6 separate regions of the Mus musculus genome follow, and all the other regions are linked to region 2. Evidence: chromatin contacts called from public Hi-C and promoter capture Hi-C data. All regions are on one chromosome and are shown on one strand. The core of a region is the stretch at or near the end of the contact, and the rest is flanking DNA. Distances in the headings are between cores, read along the strand shown.

Region 1 (2,925 bases), core at 396-2,895, 640 kb before region 2:
AGAAGAAAGACTCACTCTTCTTCGCCTGCTTGCAATTATTTGCTAGCACATCTGTTGGAACCTGCTTCTTCAGGATTCCAGCTTACACAGAAGACCAACAGAAACATCCAGCCTCCTGGAACTGAGCAACTACTAGATTCTTGGACTTCCCATTCGCAGCTGCCCATTGTTGGGTTAGTTGGACTGCAGACTGTAAGTCGTTACAATAAATCCCCTTAGACACTCCATAAGTTCTGTGACTCTAGTCTAACAAAGGGGGAATAAGGTGGAATGGGATTGTGGGAGTAGGGCGGGGTGGAGGATGGGATAGGGTAGGTTGGACCACAATTCTGCCTGGTGGCAGGAGAGATGAGGAGAGCAGCCTACATCCATGCCAGTGTCAGAAGGACCTTGCCCTTTAGACCCTGGATATGAGCTGTGCCCTTCAGCACTCATGGGCACAGCCTCCCTCTCCTTGACCTGCGCAGGATAACATGCTGGGGTCAACAACAACTCCTACAGTGCTGACCAGCCACCAGTCCCAGCCTGCAGCCACCACCCCTGTCCAAAGTCCTGGTGATTATGCAACTGTTAGAGTTTGCCTGGCCCAGCCATTGCCCCAGGGCTATATTAACTAGGTGTCTGTCCCTCACACACCACGGAGGCTGGGACACAGAAGAAGGCTTAGGCAAGGTTTTTACCTCCTTCTCTCTAGTCAGCTTGTCTGGTGAGCAGAGCCTGACCTCAGTTTTGTTTGGGTTTGTTGGGATAAGCTACACGTGGGCAGGTCAGGGGTCCCTTATCTCGGGATCCCACATTGTCCCGAAGAAGTCTCATGCTGGTGGGGCCAGCAACCAGCCTCAAGGCAGAGATTGAGACCTTTGGCAACAGTGGTTAACCAGAAAGTTTCTGCTCCCTTTCTGAAATGAGCAGCTCCGTGGGCAGCCATGAGGGGGCCCCTCCCTCCATCTTTGCTTTCTGGTTCATAAGCCCCTGGATGCCAGACCTGGGTTCCCAGGAGCTACTTTGTATGCAGTAGGTGCTCAGTAAATGTACGTTAGAGACAAGCTGACAGCAAGGCACATAGATGGACAGCTCTGTGCCAGTAAAAGTATCTAGTTGTGAATTCCAGCACCCCATCTCTAGTACCTCCTCTGATTCTTTGGATATCCAGAGGTTTTGAAACATACACCTGGAATGGGCACAGACTATGGGCAGCTGCCTGACTTCCTCCATAGCCTGTCTGATCCCAGGAGTGAGCAAGCTGGGGTTGGAAACATAGACTAGTGCCAAGATGATCTCACCAGGGGCCTCAAGTCTACCTACACAGCCAACTACAGATGGAGCTGGCTTCGGGGGTGGGGAACCAGGGTAGGCAAGGTTGGGAAGGCAGGATGCCCAGGGTCATCACAGCAGTATGGAGACCCCTGGATTAGAGATGAGGAAGGAAATACGAGAAAGAGGTCATCCACAGAGCTGGGCTCTGGTTTCACAGTCCTTCTCTGCTGGCCAGCCAGGAGAACTGCCCACTTGGCAGCTGTCCCAGCTGGGTTGTCCAGGAAGCTGGGGTGGTGGGAGGAACATTCCTGCCCCGGTTGTAGTCCGGACCAGCAGCAAGGGAGTGGGTGGCTTGTTCAGCTAGACCCAGATGCAGCCTGGGAAAGAAGGGAGGGGCAGTGTCCCCGACAGCCCCTTCATGGGCAGGGTTGGAGCTAGCTGCTTGCTAGCTGGGACCTCCCTCTTCTTCTGGTTGAAAGACCGTGGAGTAGATGGGACGGCCATGGATAACTGTGGGAGGGCAGGAGGGGGGGTCCCTTATGAGAGGGCTCTGCAGAGTGTCTTCCCCTCTTGGGCTCTTTCTCATACCCTTCTAGTGCTGCCTTAAAAAAGGGCCCTGTGTCTGAGGCCTCAGGTCTGTGACTGAGTTCTCATTCCCTGTGTCCTGTGCCCTGGCCCTTGGAAAGCTGAGGGAGAGAGCTGCAGAGGCCAGAGGGCAGGTTAATGAAGTACCTGTTCTGAAGGAGGAGGAGCAGGCTGGGGGCCTGGCTGCCCCACCCCCCACCCCTGCTCTGACTAGCTGGGCTGGCAAGGAAGGAGCACGTGGCAGCTCCTTGGGCCAGCAGCATTGGCACTGGGCATAGTTTGCAGAGGAAGGAGGCTCCTCTGGCATGTATGCAGTGCCTGGCATGGTGTCCTAAGGTAGAGGCACTGTTTGGACTTGCAGAGCCCCGATTGGATCCATATCATGCTGACTTTTCCTTGCTAGGAACCTCTCAGGAGCTTCTGGAAGACCAAGGAACCCATTGAAAGACTAAGGTATGTATAGATCCCTGCTGACAGGAATACCTTCCTGTCTCATTCATGGAAACCACAGAAGACTTGACAGCTGTCACTGTAGGGATGGGGATGGCTCAAGAGACTGTAAGGACAAGGACAGCTCCTGCCTGAAAATCCAACCCCTCCCCACTCCAGAGGTTGCTCAGAGTATAGACCCCTTGGAGTCGGGTACCGAGGTGGGTGGCTTGACTCTGACCCATTCTTAACCCTACTGTGCTCAGTGAGGGTTCACCGTGGTCACAAGTGGGACATGGTGACACCGAGGGTCCCAATCTGCAGGCTGGGAGGGAACAGGGGAGTATTTGGCTTTCAGATCACAGCGCAGTTTGTTCAGTGCGGCCAAACAGAGGCCCATGACAGACGCTTCCCTTACTTCAGTCTCGTCCCTAAAGTGGAGACAAAAGTCAGGGGAGCCAGCCCAGTCTGTGGGAGTGAGTTAATACACAGAGCTTGTCACCCACAGTGGATGATGAAAGCGACTTTCTCGGTTAACTAGACACTGAGTTCCCAAGTAACAGTCTTTAATACTAAAGAAGCCAGCCCCACTCAGCCAAAGCCTTTGCTTTGACTGCTGATCCCAGGAAAGAGCGTGAGAGATCCCTTGGAGGC
Region 2 (3,039 bases), core at 328-2,827:
GAGTTCGAGGCCAGCCTGGTCTACAGAGTAGGTTCCCGGACAGCCAGGGCTACACAGAGAAACCCTGTCTCAAAAAAACAAAAACAACCCACCCCCCAAAAAAACAAACCAAACCAAACCAAACAAAAAACCTTAAAAACATAAACCAATACGCTAAATGAATAAATAAAAAGGACACCAGGTTGGTTAGAATTAAAAGGCAGGAAGGACTCAGCATACATTCCTGAGGGGGCTGCAGAGCTGTGAGGACCTGATGCCTTGGAGATCTCAGCTGGGATCCTAGCAGCCCCGTAGCACCCCTCTCCCCCCCCCCCTTCTCTCCAAGCATATCTGGGTCTTCTACCAGAGAAGCTGAAACCCTGCAGCTCACCCTGCCTGCAACCTCATGAGCACAGAAGCCTGAAGCTGGAGTGACTCCTGGTGGTTCCTTACCCACCCTGGCACAGCTTTGGCCCTGCTTTAAAAGCTAAGCACAGGGCTGGCGAAATGGCTCAGCCGGTAAGAGCATTGACTGCTTTTCCGAAGGTCCTGAGTTCAAGCCCCAATAACCACATGGTGGCTCACAACCACCGGTAATGAGATCTGACACCGTCTTCTGGTGTACAAGCAGGGATTGAGGGAGCAGAGTTGACCAGAGTTGAGTGGGCTAACCGGAGCGAGCAGGGGTCCTAAAAATTCAATTCCCAACAACCACATGAAGGCTCACAACCTATAGCTACAGTGTACTCGCATACATAAAATAAGTCTAAAAAAAAAAAAAAAAGCTAAGCACAGTTATATAGGTAGATATTAAAATTATCATCTCTCCGGATCTGAGAAAACCAGAGATTCTCTCAGAATGCCTGGATATAGGGGAGCCTGTGGGCACATTAATATCTACAGCCATCGCTGAGTTCCACACCTAGGTGCAGACCAACCTCACCAAAAAAGAAGCTAGATGCATTTTGTCACTGACATCTGCTCTGAGAACATGATCAGGAAGGATGTATATGGCTGGCCTGCAAGCCCAAGGCTTCTTACTACAAGTGTCCCAGTGAGCACCAACTACAGGCTGGCGGTTAGAACACAGTGCGCATGGGAACACAATCGCCTGATCCACACTGCTGGCCGGGCATCAGAAGGTCCCCGGTGCCACATTACCCCAGAGACACCCCCACTCCAAAACTCTCACTACTCCTTCTGCCTCCCCCAGCTCGTTGCATCATGGGAATAGGGCTTCAGTCTCCCTGCTCAAGGGAACCTAAAGGGCCCAGGCCACCAGCCAGGTGGCCTAGTCAGGTAACCATTGGTCACTCAGTAGCCGGTCAATGGTCCTTTGTGTGGTGACAAGACTGGCATAATGGGCACGTCTTAGGTCGGTTGCACACCCTTAGGGAGCTGCGGTGCCAGGCTGGGGACTTGTGGCCGCAAGCCCCGGTGCAGGGGCGTGGGAGGCAACGCCAGAGCCCAGGCCACCCGGCAGCTCAGAGATGGGAGCCGCGGGACGAGTGAGGGAACCTCAATGTCCTGCCGCAAGGGGCAGGGTGGCAGGGAGGGGCGGGGCGGAGAGGGTGACACCCGAAGGGCCGAGGGAGGCGGGGTCCGCGTCCAGGACGCGGCGGGGCGGAGCGGGGCGCGATGCCCCCCGGCAGGGCCAGGCCCGGAGGGGCGGGAACAGGGCGGGACGGCCGCACCTAGCTCTGGGCTTCCAGCCTGGCCCGCCCTCTACCCTCGGCGCTCCTCAAAAGGGGCGCGGGCGGCGGGTGGAGGGCGGCGGCGCCGTCGGGGCTGGGGTGCGGCCGCCATGGACCCGTGGCCATGGCTGACGGCGGCGCTGCTGCTGCTGTTGCTGCTTGTGCAGCTGAGCCGCACAGCCAGGTTCTACGCCAAGGTCGGTCTCTACTGCGTGCTCTGCCTGTCCTTCTCCGCCGCGGCCTCGATCGTCTGCCTGCTGCGCCACGGCGGCCGCACCGTGGATAACATGAGGCAAGGGGGCCGGACGCCGGGATGGGCGCGCGCTTCCGCTTTCCTAACTTCTGAGCTCCTCGCGTTCTTTCCTTCCTGCCCCGCCCGCCCCGCCGTCCCCACGGTCCGGAGCCTCCGACGACGCGGCTTCCCGTCCCAGGGGCGCGTGTCACGATGTGCGCCGCTTGTAGGGCTCGGCCCTGCGGCGCCCCCTGCGCGCAGCGTGGAGTGTCGGGTTTGCGCGCGCCGCTAGCTTTGGGAGAGGGAGGGGGCCGAGCGAAGGTGGGACAGGCCCAATCCCACTTTCACCAGCAGGGAAACCGAAGCCTAGCCAGGCTTCCGGTCCGTGCTTCCACCTCTCTGCCGGTTAGAAGACACCTGTGCCCAGGTTGTAGCCACAGGTTCTCCTTGTCATTAACTTCCTCTTCTGGGGGGTGGGGGCCGAACTGTCTTTGGACCTGGCTTGCTAGCAATAAAGGAAGGAGGCTGTGGCCAGAATCCTCCTCTGCCCATCTCCCAGAGCAGGGAAGCTTAGTGGACAAGCAAAAGGTACAGGTATGGAGATCAGGCTAGGTTGTCCTGCAATGGGGGCTGCCCGAGAGAAAAAGCCTCTAGTCCTTTCTCCCTGTCCACACTCCCAGGAGACTGTTGCTACATTTCTTTCTGCCCCATTTGGACTGCTGAGAGGGTGGGTTTTGCAATGTCCTGGCCTTGGCCTTGCCTGGGTGTTTCGGACCTTGTGCCCCTGAAGCCCCTCCTCCCCCGCGGTAGTTACAAGGACTGTGAATGATGGTTTCCTGACTCTCGGCTGTATCTGGTCGTCTTTGGGGTTAGGATGCTGTCCTGACCAGCCATATTTTGTGGGTCCCAGCCCTCATTTCTCAGGTGCTTATAGTGACTATCCAGTGTCCCAGGGAGCAGACATGCAGAGGAGACCCTTGCACAGAAGACAAGGGTGCCCTAGCTATGCACTTTTCACGGTGCATAGAACAGGGTGGGGAGGCCTGCTCCCCACCTCCCCACCCTGTCTTAGGGTTCCTGTCTTAAATCCTCATAAGGCGATGAGTTGAGATAGGAACAGCAGGGCCCTTGGAG
Region 3 (3,082 bases), core at 172-2,671, 980 kb after region 2:
TGTAAACTCCAGCTCTAAGGGATGCAACACCCTCTTCTGGCCTCCATGGACACTAGGCATGCAGTTAGTACACAGACATATGTGCAGGCAAAACACCCATTACGCATAAAGTAATAATCTTTAAACAGAAATAAAAATAAAATCTAAAAAAAAAATGATGCAGGTGTAAAGTTGGCTGAAAGGGGATAACGCTGGAAAAGTTAGACTCTTTTAGGTTTAACATTTTTTAATGAATTATTTTATTCATTTACATCCCTAGACTTGTTATTTTTAAAACACCTACCGCCTGGGCTGTGCTCAGCTTGCTGCAGTTGGAGATGGGGGAAGCCATTGCTGTTAGAGAGCTGGCTACTCCGATGAACCTCAGGGTTCAGGCCTGGGGCAGGAAAGAGCACTTCCTGTAGGAACTGGTGCCAGTGAGGACAGAGGGAGGTCAGCAGCCTGGAGGGACAGAGGGAGGTCAGCAGCCTGGAGGGACAGAGGGAGGTCAGCAGCCTAGAGGGACAGAGGGAGGTCAGCAGCCTGGAGGGACAGAGGGAGGTCAGCGACCTGGAGGGACAGAGGGAGGTCAGTGGCCTGGAGGGACAGAGGGAGGTCAGCAGCCTGGAGGGACAGAGGGAGGTCAGCGGCCTGGAGGGACAGAGGGAGGTCAGCAGCCTGGAGGCGTGCTGGGGAAGGAATGGGGGAGCATAGCTGGCCTAGTCTGGCCTGCAGGCACTCAGGTCCCTATGGATTCCCTGCTCACTATAAACCCTAGCCAGGCCGATGCCAGACTTTGCAGTAGGTAGGTATTAAGGTATACAGGGCAGGACTGGAGAGATGGCTCAGAGGTTAAGAGCACTGCCTGCTCTTCCAGAGGTCCTGAGTTCAATATCCAGAAACCATGTGGTGGCTCACAATCATCTGTAATGGGATCTGATGCCCTCTTCTGGCATCCAGGTGTACATGCAAATAGAGCACTCATATACATAAAATAAATAAATCTAAAAAAAAAAAAAAAAAGGATGTAGGCAGGGTAGTGAGAACGAGGGTTCTGCTGGCTTGGAGGGCCAGGCTCAGCTCTTTCATGGCCCAGCCAGTGCCTCACACTCTCTCAGGAAGGCTTCTTCTGTCTGCTATCCATGGATGGGAGGCTGAGAGGTTCAGCATTTGGCTCTGGGAGCTCAGTAGGCGCCTTTGGCCAGCCTTGCCTTTCTGAGCTAGTTCTTTGGGAATCTATTCTTTGGAGAGAAGCAGAAGAGGAAGGTAGAGGAGGAAGAGGAAGGTGGAGAAGGAAGAGAAGGAGGTGGTGTCCTCATGCCCCGAATCCCCAGTGCTGACTGGGAAAGTGTGCTGAGTGTGTGAGTACTGTACTCATGTGCTACAGGGAACTGCTGGGTGTGGCGCTGGCCATCTGGTGACACACAGGAAGTGTGCCTGGTTTTAACTTGCACTCCTTCTCAGGAGAAAAAGCTGAGCCGTGAGGAATCCAGGCAGTGAGGGTCTTCACTTCGTTCATCAGTGCCTCAGCCTCCGTCCAGAGCCAGGGAGTCAAGGAGTGGCTGCTGTACCCAGAGCAATGCAGTGGCCTACGCTGTGGGCCTTTTCAGGACTGCTCTGTCTCTGTCCCTCCCAGGCCCTGGGTCAGGAGAGAGGTGCCTGTCCAGGTGAGAGGGGTCTGCTCAGAAGTGTGGGCACACACATACCTGCATATGCCTGCACATGTGGCAGCAGGAGATGGGACATTTTAGAAGGGCAGCCTGAAAACACATCCAGAGACAGGCTGCATGAATGCTAGTGGGTACGGAGAGCTGTGGTTTTCAATGCTGCTCCAAAGCCACCCCTCTTTTTTTTTTTTCTATGCAGATGTTAAGGTCGTAGGTCTGGGGGCCCAGGACAAGGTGGTTGTCATCCAAAGTTGCCCTGGCTTTCCTGGCCCACCTGGGCCCAAAGGGGAGCCTGGAAGCCCTGCTGGAAGAGGTAGCAATCTGGATGGGAGAGGGATTCCCCTTAGCCTCCCCTTGGCCCAGCTCCCTCCAATCCTACCTAGGAGATGAGATCCAGTTTAGTCCTTGTGTTTACAGGAGAACGGGGCTTTCAGGGCAGCCCAGGAAAGATGGGACCTGCCGGCAGCAAAGGTAAGAGGGAATTCTCACATGGGTCTATCTGCCTAAGATCCAGACAGGTCTTGAGAGTGGTGCCAGTAGCACCTGAGCCCACACACCATCCTCCCCTATGTCCAGATGCATGCCTGCCCCCTTCCTACAGGCTGGGCATTCAGATCTCTCTCCTACAAGTTCTGCTCGCATGGATGGACACATAGGTGGATACACACACACACACACACACACACACACACACACACTGAAGTGAAAAAGAACCAGCACTGTAAGAATGCCCCTTCTGTCTACAGGAGAGCCAGGAACCATGGGGCCCCCGGGAGTTAAAGGTGAGCCTAGTAAACAAGTCTCCTTAGGAAGGGACCAGGAAGGACAGCTCCACATGGAGCAATATGGGATTAGGGTCTTGTTGGCTTAAGGGGAGTCTTGAATACAAAGAAAGGTGGGTGTTCCCAGAAGCACTACTTCAGGGGTCCCCAAAGTCTCCCCGGATCATTATGCATATCAGAATGTTGGGGGCTCACAGACTAGGGGAGAGGCTGGAAGCTGGGAGGGGTACAGGAGAGGATGTGGCAGGATTCCAGCTCTGGGACAAGGCTAGTATGCTGTATTCCTCCAGGGGAGAAAGGCGATACAGGAGCTGCGCCATCTCTGGGTAAGTACATCCCATAGTCTCTTCTAACGTTTCCAGTGTCTTTACCCTCTGGTTGTGAGTGAAGAAGAGTGAGCTTCGGGGGCTGAAGTAGCATGAAGCATCTGTGGGCCCAGCCAGCCTCCCAGCCAGCACCCTGACCTATCCCAACTCTGGGTATAGTCACAGACAGGACAATGCATAACAGCAGCCAAACACAAAGGAGCCTAATGGGGCCAGCCAGGATGGGTGTGCTGGGCTCTTTAGCAGGAGGGTACGGCACCATGTATGCCAAGTAGAATATGGAGTCTAGGGGAGTTATATGTGATGGGAAGGGACCAAGGAAGAAAAT
Region 4 (3,068 bases), core at 125-2,624, 840 kb before region 2:
GTGTGTCTCTCTTGCTTCCCTTTTGTTTGGAAGCATTTCCTGGGCTTGGGCAGTGAGAGGAGCATCTAGGTACCTGTTGTGCCCCTAATAAAGTGTTGGATGACATTCTTGGGTGTTGCGTTTTTATACCACGGCTTGATCTTCATGGCCATCAAGGGTCTTCTCCCTGGAATTACATGATTGAGCAAAACTTAGACTGGCCAGTGTCCCTAGAGACCCCAAGCTGGTTTTTGTCTCGAACTAAGATGGCCTCATTTCCATACTGGGAGTACCACATGCTGCGGCTTCTGCTCAGGTATGTACTAGGTGGTACAGACTCCAACTTCTGCTGCTCTTGTTGCCAAATGAGCAAGGACGTATCCCTGTACCGGAGGCGGGCATAGGATTCTGACAGGGCCTTTTCTGCCAGCGGGACTCGCCCACTCATCCCACAGGCCCAGCGTCCTGCACACCTGGCTTTCCTCCTAGGCCAGGAACAGCCGGCTGCTGTGCTTTGTAACTAGTTGGCCAACAACCTTGATGGCTGTTGGGTTTGGGAGTCCTTGTTCAACTTAATAGTGAAAGTAGGTAACTTAGACCTTCCATAGGCAAGATCCTCAGGAGGGCAGGAGAATCCAAGACACATCTCTGACCATTCAGGAGCCACGTGAGAGCCATTCCAGACAAAGTGCTCTAGTGTTGACAGTGACTCCACACCACTCCTGGGAAGCTTATCAGGTGTCCACTGCCGCTGCAATACTGCTGAGCTCAAAGAGATGTATCCAGGGTGTCTGCAGCAGGGGCTGGCCTGTCCACCCCGCTCAAAACACAATGGGGATGTGGACTAAGCGTTGGTTCAGGTCCTTTCTTCTAGCCAGTCTTCCACTCTTACCAAGGGTGACACTACAAAGGGAAGAAACTGTCGGAAGGGGAGGGGAGTCGGGGACAGGCCCAGCATGGGCCTCACCACCAGGAGCAGCCTCTATGGGCCAGAGTGTTCAAGCGAGGTTACTCACGGATGCAGCTTGCTGAGCTGAGCTGAGCGGAAGGATGAGGCGGATGGACAATCGCAGGTCCCTTAATAACCCACAGACGGTTGGCGGTCCCAGGGTCTCCTCTCCGCTGGTGAGAGAAGCGGTCCTCAGCTATGGAGTAGAGAGCTACTGGAAGGAGGAAGGATGCGAGCCCTACGCCCCAGCGGCCAGCAAAGTCACCGCTTGCCCGGATGCTCCAGCGAAGCAGACTTTGCCACCGGCGCTCGCGGACACGCGTGGGCCTGCTGACGCAAGGGATCCAGGTCCCGGGCAGAGCCAGGAGGCCGCGGCTACGTCTCCATGGCAGCGTCGCAGGCGTGGCGAGCCGAGCACCGAGGACCAGCCTGCAGACGGACACATCGATCATTCTGTGGGCGGGGCCAAAGACCTAGAGGGAGAGGAGGAGCGTCCAGAGGGCGGTGGGGAAGGAAAGGGGAAGGACTGGAGTGGGAGGGGGAGCTTGGAGAGAACTTAGGTTAGGGGGCGGAGAGAATAGGGGGAGGAGGAGATCCAGAGAAAAGGGAGAGGGGAGGAGCTTGAAGAGAGGAGGAGCCGGAGAAAGAGGCAGAGCGAGATCCAGGATAAGGAGAGAGTGGAGAGAGAGGAGGATCCCGAGAAATTTGGGAGTGTGTAGTGGGGGAAGAATCTAGGAGATGGGGAGGCTCTGGAGGGGGGAGCATGAAAGGAATGCTAGGAGAAGACAGAGCTAGGGAGGAGAGGATGAGGATTGAGAGGAGGAGCCTGAAGAGGCAGAGGAAGAAGAGGCGTTTGGGGGAAGCAGAGTGGGCATTGCAGAGTGGAGGGGGTGGTAAACACAAAGGGAGAAGCCAGGATAGAAAAGGAGCCTGGGGAAGACACTCTGGAGTCAGGACTGGGAGGGAGATGGGGCTAAGAGCTGGGGAGAAGAGCTTGGGGGCATTGTAAGGAGGAGCATGGAGGGTGAGGAGCGGCTAGGAAACCTGGAGGAGATGCTGAAGAGGGATTAGGAGTTAGCATTAGGCACCTTCCCAGTTCTCGATCCTAACATGGTTTCTGAGGTTTTCTTTCTTTCTTTCTTTCTTTCTTTCTTTCTTTCTTTCTTTCTTTCTTTCTTTCTTTCTTTCTTTCTTTCTCTCTCTCTCTCTCTCTCTCTCTCTCTCTCTCTCTCTCTCTCTCTCTCCCTCCCTCCCTCCCTCCCTCCCTCCCTCCCTCCCTCCGTCTCTCTCTTTCTTTCTTTCTTTTTTTGTTTTTTCGAGACAGAGTTTCTCTGTATAGCCCTGGCTGCCCTGGAACTCACTTTGTAGACCAGGCTGGCCTCGAACTCAGAAATCCACCTGCCTCTGCTTCCCACAGTGCTGGGATTAATTTTATGTTTGGGTTGGAGCTTTTGTGGTCTGGAGTTTGACGCCACGGCCTTGGGCATGTTAGGCAAGTGCTCTAAGGCTAAGCTTTGTCTTCAGTCCTTATTTTCTTTGTGCAGTTTCCTTCTCAGACCTATTGCTGTTATTATTGACATCCCACTCAGATGATGGGCACATTTGTTTTCAATTTATTTAATGTGGTGTGGGATGCATCATTTCAAAAGTAGCTGCGAAATTCCGCCATTCCACATACTGCTCATTTGAATTGTCCTAAAGCCCCAGGAAAATTCAGCATACACTCCTATTACACCCGACCAAACACTGTGACCCCGTGTCCATCATTTTTCTGCATAAGTTCTATTTTCACACTTTAGTCCGATGCCAGTTAAGAATATTGACATCAGTGGGTGTTGGAAAAGGAGCAGGGTGGGATGGTGGTGGCAGGAATTTTCGAGGCAGAGGCAGGCAGATCTCTGAGTTTGAGGCCAGCTTAGTCTAGTCAATGAGTTTCAGATCAACCAAGGCTACCTAGCAAGACCTTATCTCAAAAAGATAAGAGAGAGAAAAGAAAAAAGAATATTGACACCATGGACAGCCCCAAAACAAAACCAAAGTACAGAATACCATTTTGTTGTTGTTTTGTTTTGTTTTGTTTTGTTTTATTTTTCAAGATATGGTTTCTCAGTGTAACAGCCCTGACTGTCCTGGACTCGAT
Region 5 (3,012 bases), core at 398-2,897, 1.0 Mb after region 2:
TCCTCCTCACTGCTGTGCCCTCCTCCTCCTCACTGCTGTGCCCACCCTCCCCCTCACTGCTGTGCCCACCTCCCCCTCACTGCTGTGCCCACCTCCCCCTCACTGCTGTGCCCACCTCCTCCTCCTCACTGCTGTGCCCACCTCCTCCTCCTCCTCACTGCTGTGCCCACCTCCCCCTCACTGCTGTGCCCACCTCCTCCTCCTCACTGCTGTGCCCACCTCCTCCTCCTCCTCACTGCTGTGCCCTCCTTCTCCTCCTCACTGCTGTGCCCTCCTTCTCCTCCTCACTGCTGTGCCCTCCTCCTCCTCACTGCTGTGCTTACCTCCCCCATAGCTTTAACTCTATCCAGAAGAAGATGAAGAACATGCTAGAAGAGGAAGAAGCAAGACTCAAGCAGGCCCAAAACAACATGAATAAGGGCCAGCAGCTGCTGCTGGTCATCCAGACAGGTATTGACAACCTCTACATCCGGCTCATCGGCATCACCTTGCCAACCTTCCAGGTATCAGCCCCCGGGGAGGAGATGCTGTGTACAGGGTCCCTGTGTGGGACCACAGGAAAACCAGCTGCTCCTCTGACCCACAGAAAGAAATAGCAGTCTCTAACACTCTTGATGTGTACGGCAAGCTGGATTATTGTGAGGGAAAGCTTATCTACCTGGCTGAGCGCATGCAAACGTTGTCCAGAAATGAGGAGGTAACCCTGGGCCATGGAGGGGTCCCCACAAAGCCCATGTGCTCTCCAAGATGATAATGGGTGCTGCCCTGCAGGTTGACACAAAGGTGAGGGACACCTTGGAGTCATCAACTCTAAAAGAGAAACATAATACCAGAATTACCTTTGAGGACCCAGAGGAGGACATGATAGGTGAGGCTCTACATGCCGGCCACAGGAAGATGGAGAAGGACGACAAGAACAATAGCTGCAACTAGATAGGGTCTGAACTCAAGACAAGAGATGGCATACATGGTGACTGGGCGCTGAAGGGAAAGGTTTTAATCGATAGACGTTACAGAGGTTTCTTTTTCTGAGACAAAAGGGACGTATATCATGGGATGGGCCAGAAGGGAGCCCAGACCGAACTTTTAGAAGAATTTCTGCTACAGAGGCAAGGTGGGGTGAAAGGATAAGGACAGCTAGTGTGGATAATCTTGGCAAATCCTAGTTGTCTGGCACCTGGCCTTAGGTGACTTAGGGCAGGGGTCTCCAGTCATTGATACATGTCTGAAATGAGCTCCCGGCAGGAGATGGCCTATGGCAGCAAACGCCAACAGGTAGAGGTGGGAGGCTTCTGGAAAGAGGGTGGCAGCCACTCCTTTTCTTGCCTGTTCAGAAACCTTCCAGTTTGCGGATGTGGACCATAGTTACGTCCCTTCGCGGGCGGAGATAAAGAAACAGGCCCAACAGCTGATCGAGGCGAAGCTCAAGGGAGCCAAAAAGAAGAAAAAGTAAACCTGTCTGGGCTGTAGTACAGAAATAAACATTTTTCCAGAACTACACTAGAGGAAGGAGAAACCTCGGGACTCTTGAGGACCGGGAAGCTGATCGTTGGACCAGAGGGGGTTGGTGGCGGCGAGGTGGAGATGCTAGAAAAGGGCGGGACCTAGTGCGCTCTCTGCGCATGCGGCGGCTACGTGTCCCTTTTAGCGTCCCGTAGCCGCGCCGGCGCCAAGATGGCGGCGCTGACGGGTGCCTGGCTGCCGCGCCGAGGGCCGTGGAAGCCGGAGCGGAGCCACAGAGGCTGAGGCCCCAGAACCTCGCTCGAGGCCGCGCCCGCTCCGGCCTCGGGGGAAGCCTGGGCCGGCCGGACATGGTGCGGGGTGCGCTGTGCTGCTGCCGCTGCTGAGCTCGCAGGCCAGCCCGGCTCGCACGTCCAGCAGGAACATGTTCTCCGCGTTGAAGAAGCTGGTGGGGTCGGAGCAGGCCCCAGGCCGGGACAAGAACATCCCCGCCGGGCTGCAGTCCATGAACCAGGCGCTGCAGAGGCGCTTCGCTAAGGGGGTTCAGTATAACAGTGAGTGCGGGCCGCGCCGTCGGGCAGGCCGGGGCGGCTGGCAGGGCCCGGGGCGGCCACCCAGCCTACTAGGGTCTGGAAGAATCAGAGGGTAGGGGCGGACGGGTCCCTGGGTTCTGAGTAGTGGTCGTTCCTTGAGGGACATCACCTGACAGGAGACCTCCAGAGAACAGCTGTGCGGCGACACTAGCGGAGCAGCGGTGGAGGACCCTGATTGGCGCGGGTACCCTGCGGAGAGAGACCATTACATAACCCGAGGGTGCGCGCGCGGGGCTGCGTGTGCCTGCCTCCTCTCCGCCCCCCGCGCCTGCTCTCACTTGAGGCTCCTGAAAGTCGGAGGCTCCTGAAAGTCGGTCGCCTGTGGGCCTTGAGCCTTGATTTTGTTTTTTTGTTTTTTGTTTTGTAAGGGATATGCTTTTTTTTTTTTTTTAATTTCAAGAGGCTCTTAACTCTGCATCCCTGACCCCACAAGAAGAAAAGTCCGCTCTGCCCTTCGTTATAAATTATGTATGTTGTGCAGCGAGAAGCACACGGTTCTCTTGACCTCTTTAGAGTTTTTCCATTTGCAGGTTGAACAATCAAAAGATTCTTGGGCAATGTCGTGGTCTGATATTGTTTACTTCTAAACTATTTCTATACTGCAACATTTTTGAAGCGCGTGCGCGCACACATACATGCACTGGCACATACACACAGTTCACTGTAAGCTGTGCCTCACAGGGTCAGTGATATTTAGGTAATAATGTAACATTATGAAACTTACTAGGAGGATTTTTTGTGCAAATTTAGAAGCAAACAGTGTATGTGTGTTAACTTGGAAGTTTGTATTTCTCTTGACTGAGGAAGAGAATTGAGTCAAATATTCAGTGGTTTGTGTTCTTTGGAATCTATGTTTGGATTCTTTCGTTATTTTTATATAGTATTAATTTGCAGCCCAATTCTAGAAATTAGGCCTGAACTAGGAGCTTCTTGCTTTCTAAACTTACTACCCACTGGA
Region 6 (3,064 bases), core at 238-2,737, 610 kb before region 2:
TCGCCAAGTCAAACCGTCGTGAGGAGCTACACCTTGGTTAACCAGCAGGGCCTGCCATGTGCTGCCCAGAGACGGACCCGTGCTTGGTGCTTGGTGGAGCCCCTGAGCCTAGATGGGAAGTAGAAGAAGGGAGAGACAGGGAAGAAGGGAGTCACTTCTTGGGGGTAGGGGCCCCAGGGGACCAGTATGACAAACTTGGTTGTTTGGTGACATCTCTTCCTCCCTGGGTATCCTGCTGGGACTCTGGCTAGTGTGCTTAGACCCTACCCTGGCACCTTGGGGTTGACCAAACTAGTTACTTCTTGCTGAGTCCAGATCCTGCCCACTGCTCTGAGAGCAGGAGAGGCACCAGGTAAAACAAGTCTTTGCTGAGCCTTCAGGGAGGCCAGGAAGAGGGAGTGGCAGGTGTTGTGGACAGCACTGCAACCGGTGGGGGCACGAAAACCATTTACTCCAGAATTTAGAGGGCTTAGCATCTGGCTGCAGGGGCCAGTGGTGCTGTGGGCATGGCTTTCAATACTCCTCCTGGGTGGGGGGAAGCCCATATGTCAACCTGAAGGAGTGGAGTTCTACCTGCTGCATTAGAGGCCCTTCCTGGCCCAAAGGAGACTCCAGCTTCATTGCATGCTGACCTTGGACAGGAACAGGCTATTTTTAGAGTAAGGGAGGCCAGTGGGTGAAGCGAGATGGAAGGAGTGAGGATACCAGGCAGTCTGATCAAGATGCAGCCCCAGGGAGCAGCTGGGGGCAGCCTCCAGGCTGGCAGCTCCCCACTCTCCAACCTCTTTCTCACCTCTTCCAGAAGGCTCTCTCCTGTTTCCCATATAATTAGTAATGTCACTAGCTCAAATCGAACAGGCCTAGTTCCTAAGCTACGTGGGGAGCACTTAGCACAGCACCTGGGTTCTGGGAGGTACTGTACAGCAGCTGCCGAGCCTTCACTTGGCTCTTGACCCCTCTGTCTGCTGCATTTCTCAAGTTGATGAGCTTCATTCAGTTCATACAGCCTCCTATAGTTGCTGGGGGCAGACAGAGCTATGTGGGATGGCCACAATTGTCACTCAGCATGAGCCCCAGGTGCTAGATACATGGTTTTGTGATTCTATGAGGGTTCTCTAAAGCTCCACTTGGCAGCCACAGCCAAGGCCCAGGAGGTGCTGGGACTGGCCCCTAGGACTCCAGCTGGACTCTTTCCCCAGGCCACCTGTTCTCCAATGAAGGACTATAACCTTGGCAGACCTGGGTGGCTGTCCTCTGGGGCTGACACCCCAGCCTTCGTCACAGTCCTTCAAGCCCCACTTTAGAGGCTGTATGTAGTGGCATCTATGCCTCATGAGGAAGAAAACACAGCTCTGTATTCTGCCAGACTACCTCTCTGCTGTGTGGCTGCCCCCGGGGCTGTGGGAGCCTGGGTTCTAGGAGGTCTGGAGGCAGCAGAGCAGAGCTGAACCTCTAGGGCTAACACCACGTGGGGCTGGGGTTACATAAGGATCTTGGCAGAAGGCAGTGGCTGAGCACCTCAGGCGGGCGTGGGTGGCAGCTCCCAGCTCTGTGGGGTGGGGATTTGGGCTGGCTGCACTTCTGAGCACTTGCTGCAGCCCCCTGGGACCCCTTATGGTTAGAAGTGGGCGTGTCTCCAGGCCTAGGGTACTTGCTCTTCTGCCTGTGTTGAGCCCAGAGGCTTGCAGTTGGCATCACTCGCCAGATAACTGTGTTCAAGCAGTAGGCGGTGTAGGGTCCTATTGCCCTGGCTTAGAGGGCTGGGCACAGCAAAGAGAGAGAAAAATGGCAGACACCTCTGTAGTCACACAGGGACCCCTGGGGAGGGAATCCAGGGGCACTGCCTAGAGGAGGTGACTACTGGATGGGTCAAGAGCTGAAGGGTGACAGAGGGTCAAATATGACAAGGAGCAGGGCTGGAGAATGGAGGGACACAGGAGAGGTGACCTGGGAGGGGGTGTGTGGGCTTGTGGTAGGTGGGCTTGGGGCGTGGGCCTGCAGGATCTTGTCTGTTTCACAGCAGCAGGGCCTGAGCTGGGCTGCAGCAGAGTAGGGAGGTGAGAGAGGGAGACTGGCTGAGGCTGGTGCAGAACAATAGAATGTACCTCAACGGCACAGCTCAGAGTAGCAATGGACATGTGAGGACGGAGCGTGATGTGGTTTAGAAAAACAGTGGACATGACAGTAGGACTCACTGTGATGTGATATGGTTTGAAGAAGATGCGTCCAGTGCTGTAAGGACACCCAGCCATGAGCACTAGGTATGGCCCTGTTCTCTTGTCCACCAGGCTGGGACTCTAATCTCTCTGCCTCCTTGTGACTCCTGTGAGGCTGAGACCCACTGCAGGCAGGACTCTTGGGTTTGGTTGGGGGATGCACCAGGTGATGGTGGTGGTGGCAGTGACAGCAGTGGTGGTGGTAATGGAGGTGGAGGAGCAGTACAGTGTCCTATGCTCCCTGCTGAGTCCTGTCTACTCACCACAGCTTGACCTTTGACTCTGCTATATAAAACAGAGGCACAATTGCCAGTTCCTCGCAGTGACCACCATTGTGACTCAGGTGGGATCCAGGGTGCTTGGTAGTTGAATAACTCTATTTTAGTTGACCATCCTGTAGCGAGAACTCACCTATAGCCCGGCTTCCCTGACAGCCCACAGGAAGGTGGCTTTCTCATATGGTGGCACTTGTAGCCTGTCCCTACCAGGTCGTCTAGATTTATTGTCTTCCTCCCGCTGGTATTGGCTCACTGGCCAGGAACACCTGAGGTTGTGACTCACAGACTCTGTTCTTGTTCACAGCCGTGACATCCTGCAGGATGTGCTTGATGCTGACCTGAGCAACGAGGCCTTCCCCTTCTCCACCCACCAGCTGGTGAGAGCCGCCGGGCACCTGGTAGGTAGCAGTGACCGTCAGCCTCTGGGGGCTGGAGTGTGGTGGCGGCAACTTTTAGCAAAGGTTGGGTGGGCCTGGGAGTCTGGTACTTTCGGGCAAGTCTCTTTATCTCCCTGGGCCTCAACTCCCAAGGTCTGTCAGAGATGCTGGCAGCCAGCCTGACCCAGGAGGG

What was found. Promoter capture Hi-C pulls out the DNA fragments that hold promoters and counts their contacts. Hi-C and Micro-C count contacts between places; a contact is called where the count stands out from the background.
Region 1: a contact with region 2 is called in a Hi-C map of the N1E-115 cell line, with 4 times the contacts expected there. The contact joins the promoter of Sardh here to the promoter of Agpat2 in region 2. A contact is called at or near these places in 5 of 39 promoter capture datasets (the C10 cell line, the SN4741 cell line, embryonic stem cells and 2 more), 1 of 15 datasets of contacts at CTCF or cohesin (large pre-B cells), 3 of 484 Hi-C or Micro-C datasets (the N1E-115 cell line, cortical neurons and liver), 2 of 115 datasets of contacts at active chromatin or transcription factors (embryonic stem cells and pancreatic cancer cells) and 2 of 9 other capture datasets (embryonic stem cells and liver).
Region 3: a contact with region 2 is called in a promoter capture Hi-C map of liver, with 4 times the contacts expected there. The contact joins the promoter of Fcna here to the promoter of Agpat2 in region 2. A contact is called at or near these places in 4 of 39 promoter capture datasets (hematopoietic stem and progenitor cells, hippocampal neurons and liver) and 1 of 484 Hi-C or Micro-C datasets (liver).
Region 4: a contact with region 2 is called in a promoter capture Hi-C map of liver, with 2.8 times the contacts expected there. The contact joins the promoter of Brd3os here to the promoter of Agpat2 in region 2. A contact is called at or near these places in 6 of 39 promoter capture datasets (frontonasal cranial neural crest, hippocampal neurons, liver and 2 more).
Region 5: a contact with region 2 is called in a promoter capture Hi-C map of pre-B cells, with 2.3 times the contacts expected there. The contact joins the promoter of Rabl6 here to the promoter of Agpat2 in region 2. A contact is called at or near these places in 2 of 39 promoter capture datasets (hippocampal neurons and pre-B cells) and 1 of 9 other capture datasets (liver).
Region 6: a Hi-C map of liver shows a contact between it and region 2, with 4 times the contacts expected there. The contact joins the enhancer-like site here to the promoter of Agpat2 in region 2. A contact is called at or near these places in 4 of 39 promoter capture datasets (the 3T3-L1 cell line, liver and pre-B cells), 1 of 484 Hi-C or Micro-C datasets (liver) and 3 of 115 datasets of contacts at active chromatin or transcription factors (cardiomyocytes, heart atrium and large pre-B cells).

What each region holds. Positions count from the first base shown.
Region 1 is chr2:27,246,023-27,248,947 of GRCm38.p6, reverse strand. It overlaps Sardh (sarcosine dehydrogenase), which reads left to right and starts at 1,645. Exons shown (of 21, transcript NM_138665.2): 1 at 1,645-2,295.
Region 2 is chr2:26,602,955-26,605,993 of GRCm38.p6, reverse strand. It overlaps Agpat2 (1-acylglycerol-3-phosphate O-acyltransferase 2 (lysophosphatidic acid acyltransferase, beta)), which reads left to right and starts at 1,577. Exons shown (of 6, transcript NM_026212.2): 1 at 1,577-1,965. The coding sequence starts at 1,784.
Region 3 is chr2:25,626,313-25,629,394 of GRCm38.p6, reverse strand. It overlaps Fcna (ficolin A), which reads left to right and starts at 1,421. Exons shown (of 10, transcript NM_007995.3): 1 at 1,421-1,646; 2 at 1,846-1,959; 3 at 2,064-2,117; 4 at 2,393-2,428; 5 at 2,719-2,754. The coding sequence starts at 1,559. Fcnaos (a long non-coding RNA gene) reads right to left here. Exons shown (of 8, transcript XR_003954003.1): 6 at 284-441.
Region 4 is chr2:27,440,742-27,443,809 of GRCm38.p6, reverse strand. Brd3os (bromodomain containing 3, opposite strand) reads right to left here and starts at 1,374. Exons shown (of 2, transcript NM_001360791.1): 1 at 996-1,374; 2 at 1-882. The coding sequence starts at 427. The coding sequence ends at 173.
Region 5 is chr2:25,607,116-25,610,127 of GRCm38.p6, reverse strand. Rabl6 (RAB, member RAS oncogene family-like 6) reads left to right here and starts at 1,647. Exons shown (of 15, transcript NM_001024616.2): 1 at 1,647-2,015. The coding sequence starts at 1,886. It overlaps Ccdc183 (coiled-coil domain containing 183), which reads left to right. Exons shown (of 14, transcript NM_029859.1): 11 at 335-503; 12 at 587-697; 13 at 772-868; 14 at 1,335-1,499. The coding sequence ends at 1,453. Fcnaos (a long non-coding RNA gene) reads right to left here and starts at 798. Exons shown (of 8, transcript XR_003954003.1): 1 at 659-798.
Region 6 is chr2:27,210,839-27,213,902 of GRCm38.p6, reverse strand. It overlaps Sardh (sarcosine dehydrogenase), which reads left to right. Exons shown (of 21, transcript NM_138665.2): 17 at 2,799-2,892. Among named protein-coding and RNA genes, the nearest start is that of Sardh, 35 kb to the left of the region's middle. Within about 2 kb of position 1,487, at least 48 of the 459 cell types and tissues checked have an H3K27ac peak or open chromatin away from gene starts, as enhancers often do. A contact at or near this core is called in heart atrium and liver, where this site is marked.